Linked DNA regions of Callithrix jacchus: region 2 is linked to region 1. Evidence: chromatin contacts called from public Hi-C data. All regions are on one chromosome and are shown on one strand. Each heading gives the region's core, a stretch centred on a gene start, on an enhancer-like site or on the middle of the called end of the contact. The rest is flanking DNA. Distances are from core to core; before and after follow the strand shown. Region 1 overlaps FAM124A (family with sequence similarity 124 member A). Region 2 holds the start of FAM124A (family with sequence similarity 124 member A).

Region 1 (6,313 bases), core at 3,711-6,210:
CTCCTGGGCTTGGTGTGGAACTCCCACCCTTGACTGTGCTTGGTGTCCTGTGGTCTAGGTCCATTGCACTGGTCCACCTTTCCAGAGAGTAAGCTTTGTCCTGATGGGAAGGGAAGAGGTACCTGATCTGGGGGTTCAACTGCTGTGTGTGTGTGTGTGTGTGTGTGTGTGTGTGTGTGTGTGTGTATCATAAAGCTTTATTTACAAAAATAGGTGGTGGGCCAGATTTGGCCTGTCTTTAATTTGTTGCTCCTGGTCAGTTGCTTTCTGTACAAACTTCTAAAAACCAAGTTTCCCACTCTCTCTGTTTCCCTTTCAGCCTGGCCATCTCCCTCCTGCTCCTTTCTTAGGGCCCAGGCCTACAGCATCAAGTCTTGGCCACTTGGTGACTCAGAATGATAAAGACAAGAGACAATCGGTGAGGGCAGGAGGGGAGTGTGGTTTAGGGACTCTTGATTTGGTAGGGAGCAGAGGGAAGGTGTGCTCCCAAAGCCAACCTACTGACCTCGTGTGCCCCCAACTTCCTTGTAAGAAGGTAGGGGAAAAAGGATATTCTGGTTTTGCTGAACTGGGCCACCCAGCATGCTGTGAAGGGGGAAGTGGCTGGTCTCACAGCTGGAACTTCTCTGAACTTTAAGTGTGAGATACTTATCACCATTTGTGCTTTTTGGCCTGGACTCCAATCACTAATTCAGGGAAAACTGAGCCCTTACTACTTCACATAATTAAAAACTGATTACAGGCCAGGCGCAGTGGCTCACACCTGTAATTCCAGCACTTTGGGAGGCCAAGGCAGGTGGATCACAAGGTCAGGAGTTTGAGACCAGCCTGGCTAAGATGGCGAAATGCTATCTCTGCTAAAAATACAAAAATTAGCCAGGTGTGGTGGCGGATGCTTGTAATCCCAGCTACTCAGGAGGTTGAGGCAGAAGAATCACTTGAACCCAGGAGGTGGAGGTTGCAGTGAACCGAGATCGTGCCACTGCACTCTAGCCTGGGTGACAGAGCAAGACTCTGTCTCAAAAAAAAAAAAAAAAAAAAAAAAATCACGAAAATTCAAAAGCGGTGCGATTGCAAGGCTGAGCTAGCTGACCATATCAGAGAAGGATCCACACCTAAACTGTGGTAACACCAGTGAGTTAGGTCTCCTCAACACCTTCACAACCTTCCTCTGGACTTGGGCAGGTTATTTTACTGCCCAGACTGCAGCTGGCCATCACAGTCCCCACCTAAGCGTCCTCCACCCTGGCCACCTACACCATCATTAGAATCAGCGAATACAAGTATTTGCCAGGAAAGATACTGGCAGAGTCTTCAAGGCTGAGATTGTCATGAAGTCATGGCAAGAGGAACAGAAATGAGAGCAGAATTTATTGTATTATGTGGGCCAGTACTTTGCAATCCTGGTTACACATAAGAATCACCCAGGAAGCTTTAAAAAGAAAAAAAACCAAAACCCTCTCCAGAGCAACTGAAACAGAATCTCTGGGGTGGGTCCCAGTCATCAGTTGAAAAGCTCCCCAGGTGATTTGAATTCATGTGCAGCCAGACCAAGGCCAGCTTCCTGATTTTCCTTCTGCCTAGCCGGCTTGACTTCTCTTGTGCTGGGGCCCTTCTCTATTTTTATGACCACTGAAATTATTTTATTCTGAATGACCTTATATTTTCATGACTACTTTTCAAAACTTAAATACCCTCCTTTTTACTCACTGTGAACTAAACTCTTACAACCTCCCAGCTCCAAAAATCTGTGATTCTGGAAAGCCGTAAAAATGGAGACCTAGAAAAATCGTGCCCGTATAATATGCAGTGAGAAAGCCAGCGGGAGAGGTGGCACCAGCATGCAGGAGTGTTCCTTCCCTGTTGTCTCATCCCCTAGGATGGTAACTCCTTTAGCATTCACATTTTCCCCTCTTTGTATACAATTATCTTGGCTAAAGTATGCTGAACTTGTCCTTTCAATTAATCTCTGTCTGGAACATGATATGGATAATGGAAAATATGGAGAACAAGTTTCCACTGCCACATTCCCCTCTCAGTAAATTTTTATTTTGTTCTTATCTGCAAATCTGTTTAAATAACAAAACTTGCTTTTTAGCCTTGAATCCTCATCAGTTCCACCCATTTCTATGGCTTACATAAGTTTGCTTTTACAGTATTATCTGTTAGCTCACTTAAAACAGAGAACTATTGAATATATTTATACTGCTTATGCCAAAAACACAGGCTGCCTCTAGGTCAGAAGAGATCAACTAACCACCCACAGAACAAAGATCCAGGCTGAACAAACGGTCCATCCAGCCTTCCTCAGAATACGTCATGGCCGTTGTAGATTCTAAAGAGTAACTATAGGTCTAATCTTTTCCATAAATCTGCGTAAGGCGGGAGAAGGTTGGTTGTTGAGATTAGCCTTGTACTAACAATACCTCTTCTCAGCAAATAGAATTTAGGACAGCATCTCAGAGTTCCATGGGTTAGTAAGATGCATGCCAAGAACAGGTCAAGAACTTGCTGTGGCTATTCTATTAACTGCAAAGCAGGAATCCTTAGGTCTCCTGGCCAGAATTCTGTGTGGGCTTTCTTGAGTGGTAAAAAGCAAGTAAGAACATTATAAATTTAAAAAAAAATCCAATCTTTGAAGTGCATTTAGTATTTAAGACACAAATACAGAAACAGAAGGACCTAAAGATGGGGCAACTTGATAGATGTTCAAAGAATATGTCCACTAACTAAGCATAAGCATCTTCATCAGAGACAAGATGGGATGAAAATACATTGTAAAGAACAAGTTATGTCAAGTTTGCATTTTCAGATATGGCAGCAACCTCATATATAGTCAGTGGGCTATTTGCCTGAAGTACCAGCCTCCTAATCTGCTGGGAACCCTAAGGCTAGAGGATGATCTGGGCCTGGGGTCTCTGGTTCAGACTGGGCCCACACTGGAGTTGCAAGGGGCCTTCAGAGAGACAGCCCAGAACCCCGTGTCCACAGGATCTGGGAGAACCCAGAGTAAACAGGTCATCTTCAGGAACACTGTGGGTGAGAACCGGTCCCCAGAACTGCTCACTGATTCTAAACTCACCCAGGACAGTAGCTGTACCTGAAGTAGTCCTGGCTGGGGTTAAATTAACCCTCCATTAGTTACTTAGGGTGGAGGTTTATATAATCAGATAAAATTCTGGAATATCAAGGTAGGTTTTCTGATCTGCTTTTGGGCACACAAAAAAATAAAAAACAAAAAAACTTTTAAAAATTAGCATTTAATTAATTAAAGTTACCAATTTCGAGCTCAATTTTCCCTTCTCACAAATCTTATTCTACTAAGTCTAGCAAATGTTAACAATTATTTTTTAAAAGGGCTTTGTAGCTTAATTTCCTTTAACATCTTAAACTTCATTTATGTTTAATGTATTGATTTTCTTTTTAAGTAGTTCATTGGTCTCATTAATAAATAAAATTTTAAAGTACTCATGTGACTCTTATAAATCTGATGAATTCAACATATAAACATGGTGACAATTAGATCCTGTTTCAATGTTACAAATTTACTAAAACTTTGCTGTCATATCCCTCAACTTAAAAGTACAAATCTAAATCAATTCTAAACTACATTTCAAATTGGAATCACAAGGTTGACCTCTTGTCTTAATAGGCCAAATTCTCCAAAACACAACAAATTCTTAAAATACCAAACATGAGCAAATTGTTTCTCAGCTACCACAAAATGTTAACATCATATATTTTTACTGTATTATTTCTATTAATTCTAAATTTTTCTGGGATTAGGTGTCCATTAAGGAGGTAATTATATCATTCCCTACAGTTTGGTATTGCTTTCCTAGCTCACTGAGGTTGCACACGGACAGCAATTCTGGCCAGGGGGTATCCCAACAAGGAGGGACACACAGCAGCCTCTTTTATGGTTTCTGTAACAGGGATTCAGAACAGAAGAGGCTGTGCACACAGCCCCTCTCTGCACTTGACTCAGATTGTGGCTGACTTCCATATCACAGCTTCATTGGTTCTGCACGTCTCTGTTTCTCCTAAGATGCTTACATCTCAGTTGGATTCTGCCTGTCTCTTGAGGCTTTGCTGCCTCTGTAGCCCTCTGATAATGTGGTGTTCCTGAGTTAATGGAAGAGAGGAGCTGGTTGAACCTGGAAGCCCCAGATGTTTGCAATGTCCCATTTGAGAATGATACTAGAGGAGCAAGCCCAAACTAGCCAGGCAACTGAAGAGAGCAGCAGGTTTAGGAAAGAAAGCCACTAAAGGTCCTCATGACTTGGGAATCAACACCATTAGACTTCAGCGGACCTTGGAAAGCAATCTGCTTTATTGGCATCTGGGCCCTAAAACATGGTGTCCTCTTGTGGCCATGCGTAGGCCTGAGGTCCCATTTGTACCTGTTCAGGCTACAGGACCCTGATCCTGCCATCTGAGTGACTGAGCCTGGGTAGACACCTGACCTAATGAAAAGCAGCTAAAAGACTGAACTGAGCCAACTGGATTCCCCTCTCCTTAGTAGTGTGAGTTGGGTTTTGACTTTCATCCATTTCCTCTAGTGAAAAGGAGATTGAAGACCTCTTTTTGTTTTTTTAAAAAATATGACATTAAGAGAAGGTTATACAATTATTTCTTCACTCAGTAATGACCAAGTTCTGGAAACTTCCTCGTTGGTCCTGTTATTTCTTCAACTGTTCTCATTACTCCTTTCCATTGCCCTTTCAAAGGAAAGAGGTCAGAACTGACTTTGTCCCCTGAGACTGTTTTGTCAAGGACAGAACTCACACTATTAAGAAGAGAGATTTAATGACCTGAGGAGATGCCCACAACTGCAGGAAAGCAGCTGGGGCACACGATAAGTGGATAAGTGGAGCCAAGGGTTCAGAGGCAACAGGGCCTGTTCTTTTCTTCTCTGGCCTTCCCTCTGCAGGTCAGCAGCCTTCCTCTCAAGCAGAATGCCTTTCTGTCCCTGGTGGAAAACACAGCTGCTGACGACTCCCCAAGCGTTACATGGAAGAGCCAACTTTTCTTTCCCAATTCCAATCCCCAGTTCCTCGGGACATATTGATCCACTGACTGCAGCTAGTGAGGCGGGACTGGGTTGTTCTAACAGGGCACTTATGTGTGAATGGGGTAGGAGGCTCTCAGTAAAGGAGTACTGGAAAGGGAACATTTTAGTTGGCCACAATATGGAGCTGACCAGTGCTGAACATTAATAGAAGGGTAGCTTAACCGTTATACTCAGATCATTGCTTAGGTGGTTCAGGAATAGCTGTTTCTCTTAAAACAGCTAGATTACATTTCTCATTTACATTGTTCAAAAAGAATCAGAAAAAGAGAACACTTTTAGAAAAAATCTTATTTACATGAAAGCTATGTGACAAGAAATGTATAAAACTTAATTTCTTGGAAATGTATAGGAAATGAGCCGATAGCAGTAGCCTAAAGATTGAGGTGTGACTTCAGTCTCACAGTTCAGGCATTTCCTTTGCTTCTCAATTTCAGGACATTATTATTATCTCTTGAGGTCCAGAAAAATCTATCTGCAATTTCCTACAAGTATTTCAGATAAGCAGTATACTAGGATCAGACTAAAATGACATACATTCAAAAGACTTTTAATTCCTTTGTATATTTTGTATAATATGTAATGTAAAAGCAAGGGAAAACATTTGAAAATAAATCTGGTCATTTCTTCCACAGAAGGTTTATCTACATGCTTCCAGAAGTTTTTGGTTTGGATTACTAGTGAATCTTAGCATGTGTGAGGACAATAAGTGCTTGACTCAAGTAACTAAAAATTCTTAGGCTTTGAAGGTTTAATAAACAGTGATTTGAGAAACAGAATCAGCCTCCTATTATAAATTTTACAAAGGAGGTTGAACCCATTTCCCCCCACTGGCTCTCTTGATACACTATATAATTTTTATTACATCAATGGTTTATTGTCTGCCTGCCCCTGCTAGAATATAATTTCACGAGGGCAGGGACTTCTGTGTTGTTTACTGATGTATTCTGAGCTCACAGAGCCTGGCACGGAGCAGGCACCCAATAAATTGGCTGAATGGACAACTGGTTAAATTTAGGCATGACATAAATTCCTCCTGACCTAAAGATAACAGGTCTTTGTTGATGCCAACAACTGCCACAAGGGTTAATGACAGTAGCAGATGCTGTGGCAGGACTTAGTCCTGAGTGTCACTACGAGGGCAGTGGTGCGTGGTGGAAACCCGAGGGCTCTGTGTGAGCAGAGGCCAAGGAACATGGCTATGCAGGAGGCAGGCCCCCTTCCCAAGTAGGTGGCCTTGTC
Region 2 (7,072 bases), core at 610-3,109, 41 kb after region 1:
CCTTTAAAGATGGTAGTGATACAATAAGAATTCTTTAAACAATTCTGTCCTGCTACAACTACACATTTTAGTGACAGAGACTGAGAACAGAAGCTCTGGTGTCAGCAGGGCTGGTGAGCCCCTCCCAGGAGGCCTGGCAGCTGTCATGCTGATGTCCAGATCCTGGGGCCACGTCACCCCCTGAGTCAGGACTTCCTCTCCCTTCTCTAAGACAGAGCCCTTGAAAAAGATATCAGTTTTAGGTGAGCTCTGCAAATTGAAAATGAGCAGACTAATGAACGCTTTAACACAGCTACAAATGAGCTGGTTAATTTTGCTTTGTTTCTTCTATTCATGGTCCAGCTAACTAGTGGCAGGAAGAAAAAGCCAAGAATCTTCAATTAAAGTTGATAAATGCCACTTACACAAAGTGTGGGAAGAAGCAAGGGAGTTTAGCATTTAGCATCAGGTTACTCCACCAGATTATAATTGGGTGCTGTAGAGAACTATGGATGAGCTTGGATAACAGAGAAAGCCCATTTCTGGGTGAATGCCCTAGAGAGTAAAGTCCCACATTTGGGCTAGGAGTGGTGGGGCAGGAGGGGCTGTATGGGGAGCTTCCCAGGGGTTGGGTTAGAACTCTGGATTGATCGTGGGCCTGGATTCTCTACCTGCCCTCACAGGGTTGCCAAATCCTGAGATTAGTCTAAAACCTCTCCGACCTTCCAGGAATGAGGCTTTCTGTAGTCTGGGCAGCTCCTGCCCTCCCCCAGGATTACTCCAAATAGGAAAAGACACCCTTTCCTCCGGGGTCAGGACCCGCGGCCTGGATGTGGTGCTGACTCTGCACCGGAAAGTCCTCTAGAGATAGGGGCTGCCTGGAAGCCTTTCTAACGACATTCATCTCCTAAAAGGCATTTGTCTTTTGTTCAGCTCAGGAAAACAGTGTTGTTGAGAGAGAACTAATTCGTCTCCAAAGGTTTGAGTTCATTGTTTGAGTCCGCTGAATCGAAGAGAATATTAAAAAAAAAAAATCGGTGCCAAATCCTAACACCATCTCCATCCCGCCGGTACCACAGGCCAGCGGTTCGGGCTGGGACAGGTGCACTTAGAGGTGAGGAAGTTCGGCGGGACTGGAGCAGTCGAGGAGGGGGACTCGGCAGCACAGATTAAAGTCCCACGATAAAGCCATAAAACGAGAAATGCCATCCTCCTAGCCGACTTCGGAAAGACTTTTAGGTGCGGGTGTCCTACCTTGCTTTTCCTCCTCTCCCCATCTCCAGGGCCCGACTCCAGGGGGCTCCGGAGCTACAGGAGGAAAGTCCCCGAGGTGGGGAGGAAACAAGTGCAAGAGCATTTCCTGACCCTATTGATGCTGAAAAGGGGTCGTTGCATCCACCAGGCGCTCCGCATCGCCTCACGGGATGGCTGGGCTTGCCCCTGAACCTTGAGTCTCCTCACTTTCCTCCCCTAAGGTGGGGCCCGCCCCGCCCCGCTCCACTCGGGGCAGCCAGGGATCGCTCGGCCAGTCCAGGAGGGAACGGGGGAATCCCACAGGAGGGGAAGCCCCACATGCCATCCCGCCGCGGGGATCTAGAGGGTCCTCGGCTGGGGAGGAGCCGCCGTGTAACTCGGAGAGCGCCCCCCGCTCGCGGCCCGGCCCCGCGCGGCTCACCCTCCAGTCTCCGCGCCCGAGTCCACGCAGTCGTCCTCCTCGCCGCCGCCGCCCGCCTTCGGGTCCATGATGCCCGTCCCGGCCGCGCTCGGGTCGCGAGCGCCGTAGTGACCCGGGGCGCGCTCCCTCCCGGCCGCCCAGCACTAGCCGGCCGGGTTCCCTCCGAGCGTCTAGCTGCCGGGGAGCCAGCAAACAACTCGAAAGACAGCCGCGAACCCCGCGCCGCGCCCTCTCCCGGCAGCGCCTGGCGGGGCACCCGCGGCCGCGCCCGCCCCGCCCCTCGCCGCCCGGCGGGACCCGCGGGTGCGCGCGAGCGGTGTGCGGGTGCGCGCGAGCGGTGTGCGAGCGCGGGGAGGGGGATAGCGTGTGCGCGTGAGTGGCCGAGGTGTGTGATGTCGCGTGCATCTGTGGATGTGGTCCGATGTGCACTCACGCTTCCACGCGCCTGTGGCTGTGCTGACCGCGTGTGTGTTGTGGGGGGCGGGGTGATTGTGCACACGAGAGCCTCTTCTCTGGCCCAGTCCCACAGTCCAGGAATCCCTAGCCCCAGGGCTTGCCCCGAGGTTCCCCAGCTCCTGATCTGGGAGGAGCATTGAGAAAATCAACCCCAGGCATCGTGAAAGCTGGAACGATTTGTTTCCTTTTTGGGACCACTTTGAACACCTGGGCGTTTTCTTACAGTTTCTGAAGAATTGCCGACACCAAATTCATTATCACCTTTCTCAGCACAGGACTGAGTGGCATCCCACCACCCTACTTGCCGGTTTACAGTAGGTGTCATGCGTTCTTTTGCTACTTAAAAAAAAAAAAAAAAATGCCTTTAAAAATAATCTAAAGAGCATTGAATGAACTTGCAATTCACGGATTGCTGCAGCAAGGGGATAACCTCAGGGTCAGTTAATGATCGTGATTGGAAGGGCTCACCTCCTATTAGGAGGGTAAAGAGGGAGGCAAGTTGCAGGGGTGGCAGGAGGAGAATCTGAACAACTTGAATTTAGTTCTGACAGCCCTGTCCAAGCCATTGGGAGGAACTGTCCTTACTGAGCCTAAAATTCCTTGCACCCCAAACGACAATGGGCATATTTGTGCTCATTAGCTGAAAGAAAGAAGCGTGCCAGTTCTTCAGGGGAGATTTCTCTGCCCATCCACTGATTTCTAAAAGAAAATTCTCAAGTGGGGAGAGGAACATCGTGAGTGATATATTGCACAATGCCATTAATGATCCATTTTTAATGTACTGATTCATTCAGTAACTAAATGCCAAACGGGAGGGTGAACTCTGCATATACAAATGAGAGAAAACAGCAACAGGTGCGATCCTTGCCTTCATGGCTCTTACATTCCAGAGGAGAGAGAATTAAACAATTCTGTGCATATGTGTGTGTATATATTTATTATTATTATATGTGTATAATAAAATGGAGACAAACCACCATGGAGGAAAAGAATATGTGCCCAAGAAAGAAAGAACATAATTCAAATTGTGAGAGAGCAGGGAAAGCTCTCTTAGGAAGGGATACATGAGCCCTCTTCTGCCTCAGGGCCTTTGCACTTCCTGTTCCTTCTTTCTGGGATATTTTCTCCCAGATTTTCTGCAAGACTCCCTCCACATTTCCTTCTGTTCTCGGTTCAAATGGCCCCTCATCAGGGAGGCCTCCCTGGCTAATCCTACATCACAGTATCCTCTTACTCGACTCTATTTCTTTTCTTTTCTTTCTTTCTTTCTTTTTTTTTTTCGACACAGAGTTTTGCTCTGTCACCCAGGCCGGAGTGCAGTGGTGTGATCTTCGCTCACTGCAACCTCCACCTCCCAGGTTCAAACAATCCTCCTGCCTCAGCCTCCTGAGTAGCTGGGATTAAAGGCACACACAACCATGCCCAGCTAATTTTTGTGTTTTTAGTAGAGACAGCGTTTCATCATGTTGGCCAGGTTGATCTCAAACTCCTGACCTCATGATCTACCTGCCTCAGCCTCCCAAAGGGCTGGGATTATAGGCATGAGCCACCATGTGAGGCCTATCCCAATTCTATTTCTTAGCACTCTACCAGGAGCTGGCAGATGATAGATTTATTTACTAGTCACCTGCTCTTTCCTTCCCACCCCTACCCCTAATGTCAGATTCATCAGAGCAGAGACAGAGTGCTTTTTGTTCTTGCTGTGTCCCTAACACCTGGAATGGCCCCTGGAGCAATGGGCGTGTGTTGAGTGAGTGACAGGGAAGCAGCCCTAGTGCAAGTTAAGGGGTGAAGAGGTGCTCCAGGAGGAGAGAGGGTGAGGCAGGTGTGAGGCAGGATGGGGCCCTGAGCATTTAGAGGGGAAGTGATGGCAAGTTGGGTGACTAGAGCTATGTAAAATTGCAAAGACGGTAACAAGATGTTTGACCGAAGTGTCACCTCTGGAAAGTCACCAGTAGGCCATTATAGTGTATTTGGAAAATAGATAAAGACTGTCAATGAATCCAAACTAAAAGGAGTAATACAAATGGCCAAGTAGGTAAGCAAAATAAACATTCCACCATTTTTTATCCTACAGCCATGAGGGAACCTGTGTGTGGGAACAATTCAAACTGTACCTCATTTGATCCTCAGGGAAGTGCTGTGAAGTAGAGTTATTTTCTATTTTACAGTCAAGGAAACTAAACCCTACTGAGTTCAAGTGCCTTGTCCCAGGACACACTATCAGTGAGTAGGAAAGCCAGGTAGTCCACTTAAGGTGGCTGGAGTCTGTGTCACTTACCTAGAAGGCTGACTAATGGGCCATTTGAATCCTCAGGAAGATGGTACTAAGAAAAAGGTCAGGAAGAAAGGAGGAAATCAGCATGACTTTTAGAAGATGAGCTTTGGAAAATGAGTTGCTATTTACTGATTTCTGCCTTTCTCAAATATCCAGAGAAAGGGCAGGCCAGACCAAAACCCCGAGCCACATCTCAAAATGATGCATTGATTCAGGTTCCCTTCGCCCACAGGCGACACAAGTGTTATCATTCATCAGTGGCGTAGCTGTCTAATGGCAACTCAGTGATGCATTTATTATATGGAAGAGAAACTTAAACAGTATCACTGTATTCTAGTGATGCATGGGGCTTCTGCTTCAGTTTCCCAGGGTTTTATAGTCTCACTTCATTGTTTGCTTGTTTTGAGACAGGGTCTTGCTCTGTTGTCCAGGCTAGAGTGCAGTAGTGCCATCATAGCTCACTGCGGCCTCGACCTCCCTGATACAAGTGATCCTCCCGGTTCAGCCTCCTGAGTAGCTGGGGCTACAGGCATGCCCCCGCCCAGCTAATTTTTATTTTTATTTTTGTAGAGAATAATATATTTCCCAAGCTGATATCAAACTCCTGACATCAAGTGATCCTCCTGCTTTGGCCTCTCAAAGTGCTGGGATTATAGGCATGAACCATTTCCCCGGGCCCATTTTTTTTGCAGGGGAGGGGTATAAGAGTTGTTGGCAGGGAACCAGCACAAGAACCTTGAAGTCATCACTGCAGGGTATCTAGCCCCTAAACTTGCGTGGTTCCCACACTCCATATTCCAGCTCTTTAATGTCAGTCTCTAATTGTGGGGGTACAAGGCCCACCACCCCTTTAAGACGGGGACAGAGGAGTGTCACTGCTCTGCTTAGGGTATCTTGACTGCTGCCCTAAAGATATTCCTATCAAAGCCTGAGGGCAGTGTTGGGGGAATACTGAGGTATGGCGGGAAGTATAACAGGCCAGGAAGCCTGAAACCTGACTTCTGGATCGCAGTCGATCATGTACTAGCTGTTTAAACTCTCGATAGAAGAAAAGGGGACACCATCACCTGTTTCTAAAATTCTTACTACATGTCAGGCATTGAGGTAAGGATTTTACTACATGATTTATTTAATTCTCACAAAAATCTTGTGAGGTTTCCTTTGTCCTTAAAATGAGGTCGTTGATATAAATCTCACAGGAGACTCAGAGCCCCTTAGAAACTATGAAGCATATGAATAAAATATATTGCTGGTTTTTTAATCCCTTTTTCTCAAAAGGTCTGAACATCAATCTTCTGTTGTATTTTACCTATAAAACTTGTTTCAGTCTCTGTTGATATTATTGCATGTATTGGTGTGCTGGAAAATGAGGCAGTTCATTCATTCATTTATTGATCACTCGGTGCATACTGAGCAGGGGCTGATGCTGGGATACGTTGAGGAATAGGTCAGAGCTATTTTCTGGCCTAATGGAGCTCTTTGGGTCAAGAGAGGGCAGTTTATCATGTTCCACAGCCCATGGGCATGGCTGGCTTTCCCACCAGGCACCTGAGTGGCATGTAGTGCCACCAGCCATTGGAATAGGACTGGGATGCCAAAGCCCTGTCTTGGAGTTAACAACGTAAGATAATCTGATGGTAAATAGAGTCCATCAACTTTGCTAGTAAAAAAGATGGATTAATAATTAAGAAGGCCAAGAATAATAGGGAGGACCAAAAAAGACCGAAAACAGATGAAAATAAACATCTCCAGAACACAGGATTTCCCTGAATTTGGGTTTCAAGTTAGAGAAAAGCGGCCTCTTTCTTTACATGAGTCTGCACCATTTGCTATTAGGCGAGCTTGATCTAATCTAGTCCTTTAAGTAAAATACTTGTTTAGATTATCCAGTAGGAAATAGAACCAGAAAATATATTGGTCTGGGAAGTTTTGCTCATCCATTTTAATTAATTAATTAATTTTTGAAAATACATTTCTCAGTAACAAAAATTACAGGTTAAGAATGACATTAAAATAAAAAAAATCTGTTTCTTCCAAGACTCCAGAAGAGTCTGTCTAATGTGAAAAATAAATATTATGATCATGGGAAGAAAAATTATAAACTATTGACAAATCTACTTAGACAAAGAAAACCACTAGCTCTACATGCAAACATAAGGGGACCAGATGGCAAAGGGATAAATGAAACGAAAGATAAACTGTAGTGTTGGGAAATAATCTTATTAAAATATAAATGACTCTGATTTGATAAGGGAGAGCAGAGATAGTGGCTCTGCTTTGGAGGCTTCCCAAGAATTCTTAGCCTGCGGTTTATACCTGGACAGGATCTGGAGTCCAAGCCAGACATCAGACCACCCACCCACTGTGACCCCCAACAACTGGTGGGTGAGTGGGCATGTAAAATGAGATGAGAATGTGAAAGACTGTCTTCTGGAAAAGTGCTATGGAAATTTAAGAATCAAACGGAACCCTAGACTCAGGGCACTGCCCTCCAGGCCCCTGTGAGGATAGATAGACACGCCTCCTGGGAATGGAGGCTCAGTCACCCATTTATGGTTCTACCAATAACCTAGGTTTAGAAAGCTTTGGCCTTGTGACCTCTTTCATCCTGACGCTTTCCTTCAGGGACCCAGTCTTCCCCAGCTCCAACGGCCTGTGTTAGTCTGCTTGGGCTGCCATTACAA

What was found. Hi-C and Micro-C count contacts between places; a contact is called where the count stands out from the background.
Region 2: a contact with region 1 is called in a Hi-C map of induced pluripotent stem cells, with 1.8 times the contacts expected there. The contact joins the promoter of FAM124A here to the enhancer-like site in region 1. A contact is called at or near these places in 3 of 3 Hi-C or Micro-C datasets (induced pluripotent stem cells and skeletal muscle).

Annotation. Positions count from the first base shown.
Region 1 is chr1:64,683,206-64,689,518 of calJac240_pri, forward strand. All of the region lies in intron 3 of FAM124A (family with sequence similarity 124 member A), which reads right to left. Among named protein-coding and RNA genes, the nearest start is that of FAM124A, 43 kb to the right of the region's middle. Within about 2 kb of position 4,961, at least 3 of the 16 cell types and tissues checked have an H3K27ac peak or open chromatin away from gene starts, as enhancers often do. A contact at or near this core is called in skeletal muscle, where this site is marked.
Region 2 is chr1:64,727,350-64,734,421 of calJac240_pri, forward strand. FAM124A (family with sequence similarity 124 member A) reads right to left here and starts at 1,860. Exons shown (of 4, transcript XM_035297705.3): 1 at 1,655-1,860. The coding sequence starts at 1,722.